Linked DNA regions of Mus musculus: regions 2 and 3 are each linked to region 1. Evidence: chromatin contacts called from public Micro-C and promoter capture Hi-C data. All regions are on one chromosome and are shown on one strand. Each heading gives the region's core, a stretch centred on a gene start, on an enhancer-like site or on the middle of the called end of the contact. The rest is flanking DNA. Distances are from core to core; before and after follow the strand shown.

Evidence for each region. Promoter capture Hi-C pulls out the DNA fragments that hold promoters and counts their contacts. A called contact is a pair of places that touch in the nucleus more often than the background predicts.
Region 2: a promoter capture Hi-C map of hippocampal neurons shows a contact between it and region 1, with 4 times the contacts expected there. The contact joins the enhancer-like site here to the promoter of Hivep3 in region 1. A contact is called at or near these places in 3 of 39 promoter capture datasets (hippocampal neurons, liver and stem cell-derived epiblast-like cells), 1 of 15 datasets of contacts at CTCF or cohesin (the NIH/3T3 cell line), 1 of 484 Hi-C or Micro-C datasets (cortical neurons), 2 of 115 datasets of contacts at active chromatin or transcription factors (astrocytes and stem cell-derived neural progenitor cells) and 1 of 9 other capture datasets (adipose tissue).
Region 3: a Micro-C map of embryonic stem cells shows a contact between it and region 1, with 5 times the contacts expected there. The contact joins the promoter of Scmh1 here to the promoter of Hivep3 in region 1.

Annotation. Positions count from the first base shown.
Region 1 is chr4:119,812,263-119,816,918 of GRCm38.p6, forward strand. It overlaps Hivep3 (human immunodeficiency virus type I enhancer binding protein 3), which reads left to right and starts at 2,416. Exons shown (of 9, transcript NM_010657.3): 1 at 2,416-2,528.
Region 2 is chr4:120,367,327-120,371,665 of GRCm38.p6, forward strand. The region is part of intron 3 of Gm36574 (a long non-coding RNA gene); the gene reads right to left. Among named protein-coding and RNA genes, the nearest start is that of Gm36574, 28 kb to the right of the region's middle. Within about 2 kb of position 2,780, at least 73 of the 459 cell types and tissues checked have an H3K27ac peak or open chromatin away from gene starts, as enhancers often do. A contact at or near this core is called in the NIH/3T3 cell line, astrocytes, hippocampal neurons and 1 more, where this site is marked.
Region 3 is chr4:120,403,915-120,408,539 of GRCm38.p6, forward strand. It overlaps Scmh1 (sex comb on midleg homolog 1), which reads left to right and starts at 1,434. Exons shown (of 18, transcript NM_001379185.1): 1 at 1,434-1,542.

The DNA.
Region 1 (4,656 bases), core at 1,166-3,665:
ACCAAACCAATGGCCTATATGTGGAATTAGGGGAGGAGTCTAGAGCTTCTAGCTAGAGAGATGGGGCTTAGCATTGGCAGAGAACAGGATGAGGTATGACTGAAGTGTGGAGCTGAGTTGCTTTAAATCTGCAGAAGACAAGGCTCCTGTGGGTCTCTACAAAGACAACTGAGTCTTAAAAAGCTGTGGGCTTCAGAGTGCATGAAGGCCAAGCAGGGGCAATTGAGAGCTGGGCCCTTAAAAGAGATTTGGAGAGGGCCCAAATCTCCTTCTGAATTCCTGACAGCTTGACCATATTATGATTCTTGCTTGATGCTGTAGTGTTAGAGGGAGAGGAGCAGCAGAAAATAAAAATTGTTTTCTCGAGTCTTCCTGATTTTTTAATGTGAAGAAAGAATGCTTTCGTCAGGAACTCTTCCTGGATCTTTCACCAGGGATAGAGACATCTTTCATTTTTTCACAACATGCGGCTCCTCTTCCTTTAACACCACAGTGGCAGACACTCCTGCCTCCTTTGCACCCCCCCCCTCCCCAGGTCTGGGTAGAAGAGAGGCTTTGAGAAGAGTGACAGGCTCCCTGTGGTAGGTCTGTGCCTTGTCACCAAGCCTCCTAAGCTCAGGTCTGTGGTAGCCACAGGAGAGCTAGCTCCATGCTGTGTGGCTGGTGACATTTCCGGCTGCCAGTGCCCAACCAATCAGTGACAGACTCAGCTAGCCAGGACGATGACACATGAAATATGATAATTTTCTCTAAAGAGTCTGGGAGGGGAGGGGGCTGGTTTTGGCTGGGAGGGTGAGGCAAACAGGGCTAGGTAAGAGAGAGCCAGGCATGGGTTTCAGTGGTCTGCCTGGCAGGACCAGAAGAGGAAATGAGAGCTGGGGCTAGAGCTGGAGGGACCTGTCCTAGAGTGGCCCTAGGCACAGAGTGATGGAGGAGCCTGCTGATGGTCAGGAGCAGGAGGCAGGTAGCATGCCCGGGATGATCCTCTGGGGCTCTTGGCTTGAAATAAGGCTCTTCCTTTCAAGTAAGAGTAAAGTTACTTTTTGTTTTTTCTCAGTGGTACCTCTTTAAAAGCTAAAACAAAACTGGATTAGATGCCATCTGGGTGGCTGAAGTAGTTGGCATGCACAGTTTAGGCTGGGGGTGGTTTATCTCCCTGCACTGTTGTTCAACCTTCATGCTCAACTTTGTTCCAACCTCCCCCCCCCAGACCCCGCCCCCCCCAAAAAAGTTAAAAACAGAACAATGACAGCAATGAAACCTTGCTAACAAAAATGTAAAGAGGAGCCAGATCAGAATAGTCAAATACCAAAGCCCAGGTGGCAGTTTCAATTTCCGATGTAAGTAGAAGAAAACCTGTCCTAGAACGGGAACTGGGGCTGAATCTCAAGGTGGATCAGAAATGGTGCCAGAACCATCCTGTGGGCTGGGAACACCTTTCAGTTCCCTGAGACTTGGGCAGGGCAGGGCAGGGCAGGGCAGGGCAGGGCAGGGCAGGGCGGGGCAGGGCAGGGCGGGGCGGGGCGGGGCGGGGCGGGGCGGGGCGGGGCAGGGCAGGGCAGGGAGGCATGCTCTGGGATTAAGCTGGAGGTGGAGGGTGAGCTTCAGTAGACACTTCACTGCCTTCAGCAGTGACACTCTGGCCCTTCAGGAGCAATAAGGGACCCCAGAGGGGTGACCCCTGTTTTGAAAAGTCTGCCGAGAGTCTGACCTATTAAACATGAATGTTTAGAAGTGTTCATGTGCAGTGCTATTCATCATTGGGAAGCCCATCATGCAACAAACATGTGCTTCGCATATATCCTGTATTTGCATATGTTTCTCCCACCATGTAATGTATTATCCATGTGTGCAGATATATGGATGTCAATGAACATTGTTACTGCCTGCTATTTGCCCTGTGTGGCAATAGGCCTGGTGCTGCCTGCCTTCTTTCAGTATTCCCAGCCATGCTATTCAAGTGATAATTGGTGTACTGTATCTTTAAAAGGTTAAAACCCCTTAAAAAAAAAAAAAAAAAAGGTCTGGACTCCTAGTGGAAAAGACAAGCGGGGCATGGGTTGGCTCTGGATTCAGAAAGCAGCTGCTGATTAGATTCTGTGTCTGCGGGCTGAATTTATTCCGTGTTTCCAGCAGGAATTCAAGAGGGATGCTTCTGTTTGGGTTTCTGATCGTGATTTATATTTATTCAGAGGAATAACAGAGGGTGGATCTGTTCCCGGCGCGAGCATGCTCACCACCAGCCGACTCTCCCATTATCCCCCTGCCTAGTTTGGTGCTCCAGTGTACATGAGTATTCCGTGTGCATATGTGTGTATACAAACACGCATGCACGCCTGGATGGACAGACATACGCACAGGTTATTTCTTAAGAGCAATTCCTTCAATAAGGTCTTTACCCCTTACTTGAAACAGGTGTTTATGAAAAAAAATGCACAATATCCCGACTGACCGGAATAATTGAAGAAGGGTGCTGGATCCGTGGGTCAGAGAACACACAGGACCAGCTTGCTACCCCAAGGCTGAAGGTAGGGGACTCTGGGTTTTTATTCCGCGGATGGATTCCTTGCGCTTTATTTTTCCCTGATTGTGTTTTCTCCCGCGGCCGCCACCGGGAAGTGCCACAGTGCTGGGATTCCATTTTGTCGCTGCCTTTCTCACGCCAGGTGTCTGGGTGGCGGGGCTGGCAGGGTGGCCACAGTGTGCGCGGTGGTCTGCGCGCTCGGCCTGGCTGGGGGAGCGCGAACCTCAAGTGACCCCCGCGCGTCAATCACTCGCAGCCGTGGCTGGGCTGTAACCCTGTGCGCGCCGCGCGCCCCCCGCGATAGCTCGGCTGCGTTGCGCTGCAGACCTGGCTCCTGGGCCAGGCTGCTGCTCTAGGAAGGGTCAGGCCCCAGAGATGTCTATTAAGTGCTTGGTAGAAGGATCATTTTGGTCTGATGCTGGGTGCCAGGACCGAAGGGAGAGATTTTTCTCCCTGCTCGCAATCCTGCCACCCCCTGAAAACGATTCCACGGGGGTGGGTGGGGGGTGAGGGGAGAATCACACCTTGTCAGTCCTCTCCCCAAAGCACACTACACCACACCAAACTGAAGTGGGAGTGGGGGTTGGGGGAATGTCTTGCCCTGTCACTAATAAAGCAGGTGCCCCTTCCTAGATGTCCCACATTTCACCATATTTTAAAATGGGAACACTGCTGGTGACAAACGGCCCCTGGGGAGGTGATGGGCAACCAGACTGGTGGCTGGGACAGAAGTAGTGGAGTAGAGGAACTCAGAGATCTGTATGGACTTCCTTGAAGCTGGCTGGTTTGGTTTATACTGCTTGTCAGGGTCAGGACCCTTTCTGTGGCTTGACCTGCCCTTGAACTTTGGGGACAATGTTTGCACAAGAGCCTGCTGGCTTAGAGGAGTGGTACTGTGGTCCTCTTTGTGCTTTGCATCTCAAAAGTTCTGGCAGCCTTTGGTTTTGCAAGGCGGTAGCCAGGTGCCCCGGAGATATCAGGCATGTTTTGATTTTTTTTTTTTTAACCCAGGCTTGCCTTCTGTTGTTGGGGTGGGGGTGGGGAGTGGAGGGATGGGAGAATGAGAACAAGGCATTTGTTGAACTAACCTCTACAGAAGTGTTCTCCAACCCATGTTTATGTAATTATGTAATCCCAACTAATGATCAGACCCAGTGCCCAAATACTAGCATCAGCCCTCTGCACTCAAGTTGGGTGCTTTTGTTGTTTATAATGTCTTTATGTAATTATGTGTGGGATGACAGCAGGAAGCATGTGGGGACAAGGAAGAATCATTTGAACAATTTGAGGGTCAAGAACACAGGCAAAGAGCAGGATTCTTGCTTGAGGACAGAGGTCTCAGAATTGGGTTGGTGTTGATCTCAAACTTTCCCACTGATTTCTGCCCAGGTGATGCTTGTCTGAACTTTGTGTTGTAATCTCACCCCTCTCTGTTCATGGAGAAGGATATAGCCACCTCTGCGGGGCCCTCAGGTTCCTAACTCAAGAGGATAAAGGACACTGGGTCTAGGGTAGCCACTTAGGTGCCTCCAGAGGAAGGGCCAAAGAAAAGTCTGTCCTGCTCGCTGTGGAGAGTTTTTCTCTGGGGTGGAGCGAGCCCCATGTTGGTGGATCTGCTTGAGTGCAGCCTTGGGAGCTGGATGCCCTTTCCATCCTTGCATTGCAATATTGGAGGTTTTACAAGGTAGGAGGATAGCTGTCCTGTGAGGAGCTCTGCAGGCAGGAGAGTTTAGTTCTCCCTTCCACCCAACTCTGTAAAGTACCCACAGTCCACAGAGCTCTTAATATAGAGACCGAGATCATGTTCCTTATCTGTTCCTCCTGGGGCTGGTGGGCAGGTTTGTTAAACTGGTGACTACATCTGACCTCCTAAGGCTAAAATTATTTTCTGGTCCTCAAGACTCTGGTACAGCAGTTGGCTGGTGGGGGCGGGGGTGATGGGAGCGTTGTTGCTTTAAAGGCTAACTGCTACTGTGCGCTCTGTAGATCAAGATGTACTCAATTGGCACTATTGTCAAGCTGTCTCCGCCCATTGTATTACAGCAGTGGCCACCCTCCTCAGAGTGCAGAAGTGTAAGCTGCTCTTGGACCCCTGCCAAATGAGCCAGGGAGGCATTTAGTGTGTGAAAGGT
Region 2 (4,339 bases), core at 1,530-4,029, 560 kb after region 1:
AGCCAACCAAGGTACTATGTGATCACACGTAAGCAAGTCCCTGGGTTTGTGTGAGCCTCAGTTTCCCCACTTGACTGTTACCTAATCTGAGAATGGAATCAGACATAAATTTGATTATAATTTAGAATCTGTGAAGAGTGAGTTGCCACAATCAGTTAGCTATCTTGGCCCACGCCCTGTTATGCCTCCCTGGCTCTTGTGTTCTACAGGGACAAGAGTGGTCTATGGAACACTCACAGTTGCACAATGTGGTCCTCTGAGACTCATCTTCAGAGAGCACAGAAGTTCATCTGTGGTTGACAGCAAGCTATGAGTTACTCTACAGAGAGGACAGTAGAGTAGCTAGCACATGGCTGACTGAAGAGAAGCGGCTACTCTTTCCTTTCCCCTCACATCTTTTTCCTCTAGCACTGTTCTCTGAATTTCTTCAGTGGCAACTGTTTCCTTCCTTAGGGTTTGATTTTGGAAGAATCCCAAGGTCAGAGGGTCAGAGGGTTAGCAATGGAACCAAAGAGGGACACCTGCAGGGACACAGAGGGGAGGGCTTCTTTCCTGTTGGCCCATGCAAGCCTTACATGGCTTCCTCTGCAGAGGTAGGTTTGCATCTCCCTAAATAGGTGGTCATTGTGGAAGTTCAGAGAGGAGGACTCTGGCTTCTGCGGCAGCCTGTCATCTGTGCCAAGCCAGATGTCATAAACAGGATGACACAGCACCTATTCCACACCCCCATCCCTCTTAAGTGAGTGAAGCAGAGCCCTGCCTGCCTTCTGCTGCTTGCTGATGGACATAGGGGAGTTTCAAGGACAACTCAGAAGGTTCAAACTAGACAGTGACCTTGGCAGTATCTAGCCCAACTCCCTCCTTCCGCACTCTCCCTTATCTATAAGGAGAAGAAAGCCAGAGGGAGCAAGCACCACCCAAAGTCTCCTGACCCTCACCCCGTGTCCTAAAACTGCCCTGAGACACAGCTCTGCCTAAGAGGAGCTAACAACTCCTCTCCTAGGATTTCCTGAGAATAGCTACAGCTGTGAAGGAAAGAGAGTAAGCCTAAGAAGAGATGTAGGGTGGAGGGAAGGCTGCCAGCTAAGAGAAATGGACAAATCAAGGGATGCTACCCCACACTTTGAGCTCAAGGCCCTCCCTGCTATGGAGCCCTTCCTCAGCAGAGGCCAGCTAGACAGCCACTGTGTCTTTGGCTCCCCAGGTGACCAGGCAAGCACATCTGTCTTCAGCATCTTCATCTATGAGCGAGAATAAGTACTGTCTCATATCTATCCCAAGACATTCACCTTGCCTGTAAGGGCTATAGCCCACAGCAGAACCTGATAGCCATAGTGACAGAGGTGCTCTGTGCCACCAACTCCCTCAGGGCCCAGGGCAGGTGCAGAAAGGGTCTCTAGCTTAGGGTTTTTGCCTCAGTCTCCCATTAGATCCACTCTCTGGATCATCTTTGCCCCTCCATTTCCCCCAAATCTTCTAGCCTCCTTTAGCAGTTGCTCATGGGAGACTGAGCCTAGGAAGGTGCGCCACCTAGGGGCCCTTGGCTTCCACTGTAGCATGAAGGTACAAGGAAGGAAGTAGCAGGCAGGGTTGGCTCCATCTGACTTCTGGGCAGTTAAGAAAATTCAAAACGGGGAAAGTGGAAAATCAGACAGCAACAACACGACATAATCCAGACCAGATCTCAGGCCTTCTGATCTAGCAAGCTCTTCTTTTTGTCTCCGTGTTCCAAGGACATCTGGGTAGAGGGACATTCACCCATTAAAGTAAGAGTAAACGATACTCTTTGGTGGCACAGAAGTCCTTTTAAATCACTGGGAAATGTTCTCTGCTTGTTTCCATGAAGATTTGGAGTGGACTGGAGTAAGCTGTGGGTGGGAAAGGCCTGATGGAAACCGCAGGGGACAAACCAGGGCCTGGCTTCATCAAGGACTTGGCTGTGTGACTCCAGTTGCTGACCAGGAGAAAGTTCCAGAAAAGTAGCAAAGTGGGATCAACTTCCTTCTGTGTTCTGAATAAAATTTGAAAGCAAGCATGTGACTCACTTTCAAGCAACCACTGGGGCCATCTGCCCCTCCCCCACCAGTCTAGGACAAGAGCCAAAGTTCTTGCCTCCCTCCCTCCCCTTCCCTCCTCTCCCCTCCCTGACCTTTATCTTTCCCACCCCCATCCTCCCTTCCCACCCACTGTCCCTCATCTATACCCCCAACTGCTACCGGCCACCTCACCACTCTTCTGGACCCTAGGGGTAGTTTTTGCTTTGGCCTCTGCCTGCAGTACCTTCTGTGCAACCCTCCCTCCGATTGCCTTCAGGGTTTTAATTAAATGTCACCTTCTGGAGAGAGGTCTTCCCTACCTGAAGCTCAGCACCTGCCCGGCTTTCTCAGCCTTAGCATTGTTCTGAATGTACTTTTGTCTCCGTCCTGCCTGCATTCAGTCTGCCCGTTGCTGAGTTCTGAGCACAGAGTAACTCTCATTAAGTGTGTGGATGACTATTCAAGTAGTCATTCTAAAAAGAAAGTAAAAACAGAACGCTGACCTACCCCACAGACTGCCCTTGGAAACTCAGAAAACAGTTAACATGCAAATGCTTCATTTGAGAAACCCCTGCCTTTGAGCATTCACTGGTCCCTTGGGCACTAGGAGACAAGGGAAGGCATGGCAGTGCCCCTCACCCCTGTAGATAATGAAGTGGAAGCATCGCCCGCAGGCTCAAGGGCTGGAGGGGGGCCCACAGCTGGTCCGGGTATTGCTAAGAGCCCAGTCTGTAGGCTCAGCCGCTGCAGAGCCATCTCCTTCCCACGCTGCAGCTTCTGTGGAGTGGGGGACCTGGAAGCACTTACGCCAAAGCACTCTGCTGAAGTATTGTTCTTCGCATAAGCACAGCACTTAAGTGGCCACCCAGTCGGCTTTCAGAGGGCCATCTCAGGGGACAGACAGAGCCTTTCCTAACATGCGTGAAAGCTTATTAGGCACCAACTCTATGGCAGGCTAAGAGACCAGTCCGGGGCTGAGGAGACCAGCTGCTCAAAGCACCAGGGCTGGCTTCCCAGAGCAGAATCTGTCCTCCTGGGGGAGCTGAGGGCAGTGGGTGGACTTGGAGAGAAGTGGGGAGGTGTGGGCAGGGCAGCACTTGGGCCAGGTATAGAGAGTCTAGGACTGAATCCCAGCTTCTCAGGCAAGTGAACTCTATCTCCACTGGCCAATTTTGAGGGGCTAATTTTACCCTTCTCACGCACTGTCCTCTATGGACTAGTCTCTGATGCAGCTCCCAGCAAACTATGTTAGCATGTGTGCCCCAGGGGAGTTTTGCTTCCAGGGGACATTTGGCAATGTCTGGAGACAGCTTTGGTTGCCACCTCTGGAGGATGTGACTATCCAGAGATAGCAAATGCCAGAGATGCTAAACATCTCTTATGCTGCACAGCATCCCTCAAGGATTACCTCGCCTGAAATGTCAGTTGTGACAAAGTAGAAAAGCCCACCAGACCAAGTCCTAGAGAAGCAGGATATGTGCACATGCTGGAGTCTCCTTTACACACACACAGCGCCCAGGGTGTTGCCTGGAATTATATCCTTGAGTGCTTACTGATGGATGTGGACCAAAGCAGAAAGCCTCAGGGTCCACCTTGCTCTGGGCCTGTGATTTAAAACCCTCTGGTTTTATCCATCAGAGCGCACAGAACCTTCTCATTGACAGGCTGACAGATCTGGGGTTGGAGGTCAGAAGTGTCCTCAGGAAAGGAGGACTCAGGTCCTGCTTGTATGTGTTTCCATTTCTCCCTGAAGTTTCCAGCCCCTGCTATGCCTTTATACACCCCCTCTCAGATGTCTTGGAATTGGCCTGACATAACTGTGAGCTTAGTTCTCCACACACACCCTCTTTGAAGAGCCTTAGTGAGTCACTTTATTCTCCCTTCTCATCTGTAAACTGGCGCCATGATACCTGACCTGCCCCAAAAGCTTGTGAGCCCACACTGAGGGCTGGACTGGCATGGACAAGACTCTATCCTAAGCAGGACAAGTTGGGTACTTCAGGTTGGAGAGTTCTGATTGCAAGGGCCTGGCTAGACGGAGCAGCTTATGGGGCAACTCTGATTACCACGACCTGGTCAGGCCAGAACCACTAAAGATACCCCAGACACAGGGCCCAACCAAGTCAGCAGCAGGTAACCCTGATCTAAGACCCAGGCAGATGCTCAAGGTCTCTGAGTGGGGCAGCACTTGGCATATTCACTCACTCTTCTTCCTGTTGTGAACACTTGTGGCACATGTCATATTCACTGTTGTCCCCAGCAGAGCCCGACCAGATCTGCATCCTGTCCTAATGTCCTCACAG
Region 3 (4,625 bases), core at 184-2,683, 590 kb after region 1:
ATAGGATAGGGGGTTTTTGGAGGGGAGACCTGGAAAGGGGATAACGTTTGAAATGTAATAAGGAAAATATCCAATAGAAGAGAGAGAGGAAAAAAAATTGAAGTTCTAGTGTAGATGTGCAAGGATCTGCCGTGCTTTGGCTTCCCTTCATTCTCTAACATTAACAGCATCACCACCAGATTCCCAGAGCCTCTCAGACTCTTGATAGCCATCCCTGCCACACCTTTGCTCTCAGTCTCTCCTCATCCTGAGAAGCCTTTCTTTGCAGCTTCCTCTAGGAACCAGATTGAATGAGCTTCGGGCTAAGTAAGGGCTGCTTTCCCGGAACTCTCTGGTTCTGGTGTGAGTTCCATAGCTGTGATAAAGACCCCTACCAAAAGCAACCTGGGAGAGGAAATGGTTTATTTGGCTTACACTTCCACAACATTGTTCATCTCTGAGGGAGGTGAGAACAGCAACAGGGAGACAGGAAATGAAGCTAGGCTATGGAGCAACATCCTTTATTGGCCTCTCTTTATACCACCTAGGACCACCTCTGCCCAGGGGTAGCACCTCCCACATCAATCATTAGACAAGAAAATGCCCACCCAGACTTTGCCTATAGGCCATTCTGATGGAGACTGTTATGCAACTGAGATTCCACCTTCTGAGATAAGAGTAGATTTGTTTCAGGCTGATAAAAATCAACCAGCATTTCCCTTAACACCTGACCTCCAGGCAAGAGCACAGCCAGTAAAATTGTGTGATCTTGGAGACGTAGCTCTCCCCCCCACCCCCATGAACTTCAGTTTCCGCGGGCTAAAACATAACGTTCTTGAGACACAATTGTGTGTGGGGTGGGGTAGCATCATTGGAAGGACCCTAGCCACTGTAGTACCTAGCACGCTAACATTCAAAGCCTACTACGGGGCAAAAGTGAAGGCCTGCTTTTGTTAGTCTTGTTGCACCTTTTGGGGCGCACTGGTTTTCTCCTCATAGTAGTTTTCCTCCCGCCTGCGCATTGGAAAGACTAAAGGTGCGAAGGAACTCTTTTAAGATTACTCCACAGCCGGCCACCAGCTGGGTGGGGGCTGAGGGCCGACGGGATTCGAACCTGGGACCTCAGAGGACGTCATTCACTTGTCTGGGAGACGCGAGCAATCCAGTGGGTCGCGGCTTTTTTTTTTTTTTTTTTTTTTTTTTTTTTTTTTTTAGGGCTGGCGGTCGCGAGGCGGGGGGAAGGCGCGAGGGGTCGCCCCTTCCCGCCGCCCCGCGCGCGCGCGCGAGAGAACCCAACGGCCGCGGCGCGCGCCACCTCGCGGCAGGAGTCTCTGGCGGGCGGGGCTGGGCAGCTCTCGCCCCCGCCCCCCGCCCCTCGGCCGCCGCCGCCGCCGCCGCCGCCGCCTCGGTGGAGCCCCCCGCCTCCCGCCGCCGCCTCAGCCGAGCCGCTCTCCAGAGCCGTCGCCCGCCCCTGCCGGCGTCCTCGCTCGCTCCCTGCGCAGCGGAAACATGGCGGCTGGATGGGAGTGAGCCGCCCGCGCCCCGCGCCGCTGTCGCCCTCAGGTAAGCGCCTCACTGCCACCCCCGGCCCGGTCCGGGCCCCTCAAGGCCCGCCTTACGGCCACGGGCTGGAGCGAGTCCCCGCCCGGTGACCCTGGTGTCTGTGTCCGCGGCCCTCCGGCGGCCGTGTCAACCCGGCCAGAACCCCGGCGGCCTGCGCCGCATCTGCTCGGGCCCAGTGTCCGGCGGCGGCCTGACGCGTCGGGGTCGGTCGGGGGCGCGGCGCGCGAGTCCCCGCACAGGGCCCCTTCCGAGCGGGGAGCAGGGCTTGGGGCGGAACCGGGAAGCCTGGCTCGGGCCCAGTGCGGGGGCTCTTTCGGGCTGCTGGGACGCGTCGCCAGAGAGATTCGCCTGGGTCCCAGCAGCGGAGCACCGGGGGTCGTGAACACAGTGGGCTTGGAGCTTTCTTCAGGGGTCCCGGGGCTGGGGGCGGGGTGGGGGAGACTCACTTGTGTCACCTGCCTGGAGCCGGGCAAACACCCGGCGGCTACAGAAGGTTTCGAACCTGAGACAGGGAACGGCGGACAACCTTAGAGCACAGCAGGGGAAGGAGTTCCCTAGTAGATAGGTGAACCCCAAAACATACCCCAAAGCGAAGAGATCTGAGAGTCATCCAGGCTCCCCCTACTCTTATCCTATTCGGGAAGGAAGTTATCTTTAAAAATTCCAAATAATACCCTAATAATTTGGCGAACCTTTTAGGACGGCTCTCCGTCCTAGTCCTAATAACCTTTCTAAAGTAAGGCCGTCCAGTCTGGTCCTGGATGGATTTGGTTATAGGTAGAAAGGAACGGCTGTCTCTCGTCTTTCTGCTTCGTTTCCTCTTGGGCAGCTGTTAAGAGTGAAGATAGTAATCGTGTCCCCTGAGTCTTATTTTGGCTAACTCCCAATTCCTTTAGTCTTTTTCTTTACTCTGGTCTTTGATCCGCTCCTTTGATGAGCACTGGTTTGCCCATATTGCCCCCACAGAAGAGCTTCTTGTGAGCAGAGAGACCAAGCTCAATCATTTCTAAGGGAAGAGCTTTGACCCTAAAGGACTGACCTTAAATAAAAAGTACTCTCCCTTCCTCATTTTCGTACTGCGTTGAACTTAGCGGGTGGGGGTAGGGAGGGGAGAGGGAAAAGCTGTATAGTAGTAGCATGTGTTCCCCCAAGCTAAAAGAGATCATCCTGTTTTGTGGTTTCTCTTCCTTTGAAAAATTGAACACTTCATCAAGTGAGCTAATGTATATCAAAAGATTGTACAGTGTAATATATCATGCAGATAAAAGAGCTTATTATTTTTGCTCTAAAAAGGACTGAGACCTAGATTGGTGCCAAACTGCAATTTAATATTTGCTTGGAGAGAGAACTGCCTTATGACAATGAACTCTGCTTTTTTTCCCTGCCAGCAGAAGGCCTCAACTTGCTGTGAAAAAAACACTTTCTGTTGCTCATTAAAAAAGCATTCCTTTTTTTTCCTTTTTTTTTTTTTAAAGTTTAATTCTTAGCCTTGGTGGTACGTAGGGTTAAAGTACTTAAAACGGATCTTTTATTAGTTTTTTAGACCTTTGCCTAAGCATCCCTGCAAACAAGTAATTTCTTAAGCCCATTAGGGAAGTGATGGCTTTGTAGATAAAATGCTAAGATCTGTGGCTGGGACCTCATTCAAGATCTGAGCAAAGTTTCACTGTTTTTGTAACTAAGGCAAGCGCATACCAGCAGTCAGAACTGTGTTTATCTTTGTACTTATGTCTTTGTTTTTTGAATTGGTTAGTGGTTTTTAAGTTTGTAGCACATAAGTCAAAATTTTAAAGGTGTTGCTTTTTAATTGTGTGTGTGTGTGTGTGCGCGCGCGCCCATGGAGGCTAGAGGAATAAGATTTCTCTACAACTGGAGTTATAGAGAGTTGTAAGATAACAGTTGGGTGCTAAGAGCTAGGCTTGGTTCCTCTGGAAGAGAGATACATGATCTTAAACATTGAGCTATCTCACCAGCTCCACACATGTCAGATTTTAATTTCTGGAATGTTAGTTTGTGCAAATACTGTTTCACTTTTGTGTAACTTGTTAAAGAATTATATGGTGCCATTCTGTACAGAACTGCACCCTCCAGGGTAAGGATTCAAAACTGGGAAAACTCTGATATGAACATTACAATGAAATTTAAACTTGCTGTATTGTAACCTTTATACTTATATACTACCATGTGTCAGGCATTGAGTTATGTATGGTGTAGACTGGACACACAGATAAGTGGGACATTTGTAACATTGTGGAGCTGGACCAATGTGGTGCTTACACAGGCTAGCTCAATAAAAGTTAAGCACTGCATGGAGAGTGAGGGCTTTTGAACTAGCCAGGCTTTGAGGGAAGGCTATGGGGAGGGATGAGCCTAGGCTCTGGTGATGAGGGGGCCAAGAGGAGTAGAATATGCCTTAGAGAAAATAGAACAAATAAAGGAAAAGTAAGAGAAAAGGATTGACCCCCACAAAACCCACAACACTTTGTGACTGCCAATAATGTAACGGTAGAGATAAAATATAGTAAATTATGAAGGTCCAGCCAGGCAAAGACTGTGTCATGGTGGACCTTGTATATATAAATATTGTGAAATTAATTCAGTGGGGGATGTTCTTTAATCACTGAAGGCTTACTTTAAAAAAAAGTAGACATGGTTGAAGTAACATTAAAAATGGTTACAGAGATGAAAAAGTAAGAAATGAGTTTGAGAAAGCTTATGAGGTCTTATGTGTATGAGGGAATAATTCATGTTGTATTCAGGTCTTAGGCTTGGATAACCATAGGAGGAGGGTGTCATTAATTGAAACAGGAAACACTTGGAGATGGGTTTATTTTATTCTTATTTTTAGATTTAGCAATTTTTTGAGTTAGACCAGGGGACAAATAATGGAAGTAATGTGGAAGAAAATAAATTGTGGTTAGGACATAAAATATTAGTTTATTATTATAAATAATAAAGTCTGATGTGGACCTGTTCTAGGTGACAACTAGATATGCATGTATATGTGTGTGCGGGATATATATATGTGTGTGCGGGAAAGCTAAGTGAAATACAGCAGAAGCGAAGGTCATTGAAGTGGAGTG